Linked DNA regions of Mus musculus: region 2 is linked to region 1. The links are chromatin contacts, called in public Hi-C maps. All regions are on one chromosome and are shown on one strand. Each heading gives the region's core, a stretch centred on a gene start, on an enhancer-like site or on the middle of the called end of the contact. The rest is flanking DNA. Distances are from core to core; before and after follow the strand shown. Region 1 overlaps Dlgap1 (DLG associated protein 1). Region 2 overlaps Emilin2 (elastin microfibril interfacer 2).

Region 1 (3,379 bases), core at 698-3,197:
TGGCATGGGCAATGAACACAGACTCAAGGCCAGCACTCCACCATCTCATATTGGTTTTTTTTCTCACTGGTTCTATTTACTAATTTGAAAAAGAAATGCAAGTGGACTGCTTCCAGCCTCTCTGTGGCTTCCTGTCTCCCCAACATATAGATCTTGGGTTTAGAGAGATGAACACTGTCCCTCCTGAATTGGTTGTTAAAGCCATCTTGTAGAGGACTGATTCTAACCTCAAATCTTAATACTTATTAATGTGTTTGATGTCAGTATTTAATGTCAATAGTTTTCTGGTTAAGGAGCTTATGGCCTTGGGCAATTTATTCATTTTCCTGATTATGTTGCTTTCATAACTGGGGTTAAAAGGATGAGAAATAACAACCTTTAGCCTCCAGTGTTATCTTATTCTACACCGTTAGCTCTAAGGATAGCCAGAGACATGATGACACTCTGTGGATTTCTCTGGTACATGAATGACTGTGTCTGACAATGTTGGGGACAGACATGTAATGTGAGGCTTGATTCGTTGTCAGACTAAATAAAGCTGAAGACTCAGTAATGTATCAATTATAGTAATGTATCAATTATCGTTTCCATAAGTAGTAATGAAGTAATTAAAAGTTAGCATTTCATACATGAAGTCAAACATTAAGAAATTAATCACCTCCCAAGCCAAATTAAAATAAATAAACTTGTCACAATATCCTTTCATAGAGGACTTCATAAGAGATTTTTTCTACTTCTATTATGTTTAATGTTTTAAATAGATTTTAAAAATGGGTTGAGTGCATATTAGTTTTAGCTTCAGAAGATATCGTGTATATTTAAGAGGCATTTAACTATTATAAATTATTTTGATGAATTAAAAATGTCAATACTGAGTTGTATATTCTAAAAAATTTTATTAGTTTAATAAAAGAGAAAATATTATGTAAAACAAAAAAGAAATATAGATGAGGCTCTCTTGAAGAATACTGAATGAAGTTTAGAAGTTTACCTTATTGAATGTTTTAAAATGTTTTATCTTGGTAATAATGAAATCAAAACAAACCAAGTAATGAAAGAAGCTTATAATATAATAAAAAAATAAAAAAGAAGAAATTAATCACATCCTAAGCCGAATCAAAATGCATTTGATCATATATACCTATATATGCTTTAATACTTAATTTAATTATTTAAATTATAAAATCACTCGAGGAGGGCTTGAAAGACTTTCAAATGCACAAATAAAAAAACTCAATTTTTATATAAAAAAAGGTGTTACTCTTATTTATGTGCCTGTATTCATGGGCATGTGCCTCTGTGTGTGTGTGTGTGTGTGTGTGTGTGTGTGTGTGTGTGTAGATTCCTCCAGAGGCCAGAAGAGAGCACTAGTCTAGAGCTGGAGTTAAGACAGTTAGCCTCCAGACCTGGGTGCTGTGAACTGAAGTTTTGTCCCTTAAAAAAAAAATAGCATATATTCTTGATCACTGAGCCATCTCTCCATCTTCCACAAATTACTCTTTAAAGCAGTTTTTCTTTATGGAAGAAAATTATTACATATTAAAAGTAATCAGACCTATAATCAAAGCCTTTCTGGAAAGTCCTATCATTTTTCTTATGGTCCTGAAGTTACTCTTAATTGAAGGTTCTGACTTGTTGCTAATAAAGGATGCCAGAAACATCTGAGTCATGGCTAAAATTAACACAGAACTTTGATGGAAAGGAAAAAAAAAAAAACTTGCGTGTTTCAGCATTCCTCTCATTTATCCTCTGACATGGCGTTTCAGGCATCACCGCTTTAATCTGAGGAAGTATTTGTAGCTTTCCCATCACCACGTGGTGTATTTAGGGACGGGTCACTCAGAATAAATGGGCTAAAGCTCTTGGTCTATTTCGAGTGGACCCACATCTGTGAGAAGGCAGCTGGAGAGTGGGAGGTTGGGTCTCAGTGACCTTCTCCTGCAATCTCCGAGGCACCGTGCTTCCATCCCAGCTGGATCACTGCCATTAGAATTCTGGAACTATTGGACTGAGTGTCCTAGAGACTGTGTTTATGGCAATCCAAGGTACTTTCAGGGGTCAAGTCGAAACTCCTTTTACACCTGTACACATCTAGCTAATAATTTAAAGATTTATTTTTCTTTTATGTGTATAGATGTTTGGTCCGTACCACGTGCTGCAAGTGGCCTCATTTCCTTGTAGCACTAACCTGAAGCCTTGGATTTCTTGAAACCTTGCAGCATCTTTGAGTTGTGGGAGTATTTCCTTAAGCTCCAGGCCTCAGGCTAGGGTGGAGTGGGGTTCTCTTGTAACTTCTGCTTAGCCAGCTCTTTCCAGTCTCTGCAACTAATTTCCCAGTTTAAATTCCTTCTCTTGAGTCAGATAACATGGGTTCTATTTTTCTCACAGGATCCTATTACTTTAGTATAGATAATAAATAACACACTCATATGCATATATACACACACACATATATATAATACACATCTACATATATGTATGCATACATGCACACAGTGTTCTAATACACACATATATAATTTACACTGTATATTATATATTATAATACATAATGCATATTATATAATATCGAATTCATTATATATATAAGATTGAGTTGTATTTATGTGGCTGACCTAGCACAATGTGTAACTATTTGCTGTTAATATCACAGCAAACATTTGGTTTGAATACTAGCTTATCCTTTGCTCTCAAAAGGAAGTTTGTTATTTTCTATCTTTCTGAGATCACTCATAACCTAAATAAGGTGTTAGTAATAATTATACTAAATAGTAGCATGAATCCTTCTGGTCTTCCTGAAGACCACCTGTGAACACATTTGCAGTCTACCAGGAAACGTTGTCTTTCTATGGAAAACGAATTAATTTATATAAATCCTGTGATACAGGAGGTGTAGAACATACCAGATGTACCACAGACTTTTAACAAAGCCTGAACTCAGGGCAGAGGGAGAGGTATTTTCCATATTAGAGGTATTTTCACATCAACAAATATTTCTATGCTCAGGAACAACTTGGTAAAGACTCTTCACGAGTATATTCACCACTTAAAGAATAATAGCTTCGCCACCTCTAACGTCCTTCCGAGAGTAGTTAATTGTGACAGAAAGTCTCTCCCACAGAAGCAAAGACTGCATTTCATCATTTATGGAGAGGCATGTTGGCATTCTGTTGGCTCCAAATTAAGGGATAGAATAACACATTTCGGTGTTTACACACGGAAGTACTTTCTCTTGGAATGATTCTCCCCTCTGCTGTTTATTTTCTTAAATCCTTTCAACCTAAGGTCAGTTGGCACCCTGTTATGGAGTCCAATTCTCTCTGGCATAGTAGAGTCTTCTGGAAACAGGGCTGCCCTCAGGGGCACTCAGCAGGTGAAA
Region 2 (3,548 bases), core at 876-3,375, 790 kb before region 1:
GTTACAAGCCCAGGACAGTTGGCTCTGAAATGAAGAGTGGCCCAAGTCTGTGGTTTGCATGTGTGAGAGGCCACACTGGGGCTGTTATGTGCATGGTAGAAAGCCTGTCTAGAATGCACCTGTCACTGGGGGGGGGGCGGTGATATTCATTCTGGGAACAGAGATGTGAGTAGGTGGTACACTCTCAAGTCAGCCTTCCTTCTACAGGTTTGGTGACTAAGCATCTTGACCTATCCAAGTCAATGGGTGCTAAAACCCAGGGGGCAATCGGTGGCAATCTCAAGTGGCCTTGTGTGAGATGGGTCCAAGGTAGTCTGAAGCCAGGGTGTGGGCGTCAAAGACACCAGATCAGCTCACCTGTGTCTGGCTTTTTGTAGGGATCTTCACCGCACCATACGACGGGCGCTACTTGATCACAGCCACCCTCACCCCTGAGAGAGACACCTATGTGGAAGCCGTCCTGTCTGTCTCCAACGCCAGTGTTGCCCAGCTGCACACGGCTGGGTACAGGAGAGAGTTCCTGGAATACCATCGTCCCCCTGGGGCTGTGCATACCTGTGGGGGCCCGGGGGCCTTCCACCTCATTGTGCACTTGAAGGCAGGAGATGGAGTCAATGTTGTGGTGACTGGGGGCAGACTGGCTCACACAGACTTTGATGAAATGTACTCCACCTTCAGTGGTGTTTTCTTGTACCCTTTCCTTTCTCACCTCTAGGGAGACCAGGAAGGGAAGAAAGGCTGTGAAAACTCCAAAGCTTTAATATATTTGGTTTATGTAACTGGAGCACTGATCTAGCTTGCTGCACACACTCTGCCTGCCCCCAGGATAAAAGCCTGCCATCCCTCGTTTCCAGACAGCTGTGGAAGTGACACATGGTTACTTCTGTCACTGGACAACCAGAAGACTCGTTATGTCCCCTTGGCTGGAAGCTGGCTTCTCCTGTGCCGCCTATAAGCCAGCTCTGCTCGAAGTTCTTGGGTTGAATCTACTTGGTGCTGTTCCGACTGGCCTGGGCCTGATGCAGCTGGAAGACACTGTAGCGGATGCGCCTCTCTACACTGCACGTAGAAGATTTAAACACTGAAGTGCTTATGTGGCCTGGACCCAGAGAGTTTAACATGGGCTGTTGTTCCACACTTGGTTGCTGTTACCGTCTGGTACTGATCTCTGTTCCCCTGGGCCCTGCTACCAAGGTGGATGTGAGAGACATTATTTATGAAACTTGCCAGGCTCCTTAAATGACATGTACAATATAAGTGCAAAGACAGGGAGCGTCAATAAAGATGTTGGAATCACTATGTTCCTTTTCTGTATTTGGCGCCTTATGGATTGGGAGTTACCGGGGGCGGGGGTGGGGTGGGAACAAACTAGAGCATTTTTTATGGCTGAAAGAATACTGTGTAAATTAACCCCAGTCGTTATGTAAAACATCCCATACCTGCCAGCTTCCAGGCTTTAGACATTTGGGGTTTGATTTTGGCTGGAAAACCACATCCAGATGTCCTTGAAGGTCAGGGTGTACCGTGGCCCTGCGGCTGAAGAGGGCCTCTGTTAGGGGAGGTGAGCTGGTTGCAGGCTAATGAGCCTGACTTCTTGTTGCTCCACTGCACAGCTCACTGGCAGAGATAGCACTACAAACTCTGGCTACAAACTCTGGTTCCTAAGCAACAAGCCCCCCCCCCATATAAAATGGGGGGCCGGCTGGAAACGGAGATCATTTGAGAAGACAAGCACATTTGGGTCTGGGAGGCCTGACACGACACTTTCCCAACAGCAGCACACAGCTCTAGGCACCCAGGTCTGTCAGCCAGCACCTGTAGGGAAAGGCAACTCCCCCAGGTCCCTAGTGGAAGGCGCAGACAGGGAAACCAGTTTCAATAGCCTTGCCTTGCTCCTAAACCAGTTGGCAGAAGAGTCTAATGTAGTCAAAATATACTAGGTTCCAAGGACTGTCTGCAAAGTTATTATGGGATATTTGGAAGGCGGGTCATGGACTGCCCGGTTTTCCACAGCTGGGGAGTTGGCTACCAAGGTCAGCGTGCCCTCTGCTGTCTGAGAAATGACGCATGGAAAACCCTGAGCAGCAGTACTTTTAGGAAAGCCCGGCTGGCTCACACGAATGTTTCTGTCCGTTTCCTTCCCTCTTCTTTGAAGACCATATTCAGTGCCAAAGTGGCCAAGTGTTCAGTGGCTGTAAGGCAGGGGCCCGACCGGAGATGTACGGCCACTGTGTTCCCCATTCCCAGACAGGTCTCTCGAGCATCCAACAGACCTTGATCATCCAGTGTGTGACTTCGTTACTGGCAGAGGTGCACTTAGCTAGCTCGCTCTATCCAACAAGCAAGGCGGAGTGAGCTGGGCCACAGCAGTAGGCATGTGCTCACTGGAAGACAAAACAGGATGCAAACTGGACTCCAGCCCACGCAGGAGATGGGTTTAAAATGGGAGCCCCAGTCTTTTTTTGGAGATGAAAAACAGGGACAGCTAGAGCGTGTCTGGAGGAGGGGAGTTTGGAGCAATGGCCCCTCCCTAAGTCACCACACCCCTTCTAGTCATGTGTCCATGAGTGAGTCAGAGGTATAAACAGAGTTTAAGTACTTACTCAGTACTTTTAATTGATGCTGGCCTCAAGTAGTCCTCCTAAGAGGACTAAGTGACTGGTACATACCACAGGGTCACCAGGTTCAGGGTACAACTTCTCTAATCAGGGAGCTTTGGTGACTTGAGAAAAAGGCAGTGCTTTTTAAGAACTGGAGCAATTTGCCCTTGATACGTACCACCACCAAACGGCACCATTAAAATGACTAAATACTATTAAATGGGATCTGCAAGGAGGAATGCCTGAGGTGTATTTTAAATCATTTCCAGATTAGCATATAGTCAGCATTCCCAGTGACGATTGGTCTTGTTTCCCACGTATCTGCTTCATGAAAGGAAGTGGATACCATAACTCCAGGCCTACAGTCTCAAGAGTGGCGGTGTCTGGCCCCCATCCACTTTGTAAACACAATCTGTGCTTCTCTTGTGCCATCTTACCATGGAAGGAGGTACACATGCAGGTACAGGGGTGAGGGCTGCCAAACTCTATCCTCTCATAGCACTTAAAACTGCCTAGAGGAATCAGATATTTTCTAGGACAAAAATATAGCCCCACTGCCAAGACTTGTGGTTCCTGTGCGATCCAGCAGACGTAGTATCTGCTGCCCAGTGACCTGAGGGAGGATGATGTCACATTAACTTTTGCCATCAATCATATGATGTGGGCTTGTGCTACAAAAAGTTCATGGGTACTCTGTTAATCTGATGGACTGTTACCTGCTGCTACCCAGGAAAGGCTTAATAAAGGTGAGGCATTAAAACTGAGCAGCATGGCCAGGAGACTCTGAAGGGCTGGTGTGGGAACTAGAGTGTAGGGAAATGATGGATGGACAAATCACTTCTTGACAGAATCTACAAGGCAGACATAGTTCCTGTGGGCGGAGCTTCTCTTCTGGAGCCAGGGTTTGCAAGGGAGCAACAGGAAGAGGTCGTCCCTCCTTTAGACAAG

What was found. A called contact is a pair of places that touch in the nucleus more often than the background predicts.
Region 2: a Hi-C map of uterus shows a contact between it and region 1. The contact joins two enhancer-like sites. A contact is called at or near these places in 1 of 484 Hi-C or Micro-C datasets (uterus) and 1 of 9 other capture datasets (embryonic stem cells).

The regions. Positions count from the first base shown.
Region 1 is chr17:70,458,924-70,462,302 of GRCm38.p6, reverse strand. The region is part of intron 1 of Dlgap1 (DLG associated protein 1); the gene reads right to left. Among named protein-coding and RNA genes, the nearest start is that of Dlgap1, 36 kb to the right of the region's middle. Within about 2 kb of position 1,947, at least 3 of the 459 cell types and tissues checked have an H3K27ac peak or open chromatin away from gene starts, as enhancers often do. A contact at or near this core is called in uterus, where this site is marked.
Region 2 is chr17:71,249,923-71,253,470 of GRCm38.p6, reverse strand. It overlaps Emilin2 (elastin microfibril interfacer 2), which reads left to right. Exons shown (of 8, transcript NM_145158.4): 8 at 378-1,299. The coding sequence ends at 715. Among named protein-coding and RNA genes, the nearest start is that of Emilin2, 59 kb to the left of the region's middle. Within about 2 kb of position 2,125, at least 106 of the 459 cell types and tissues checked have an H3K27ac peak or open chromatin away from gene starts, as enhancers often do. A contact at or near this core is called in uterus, where this site is marked.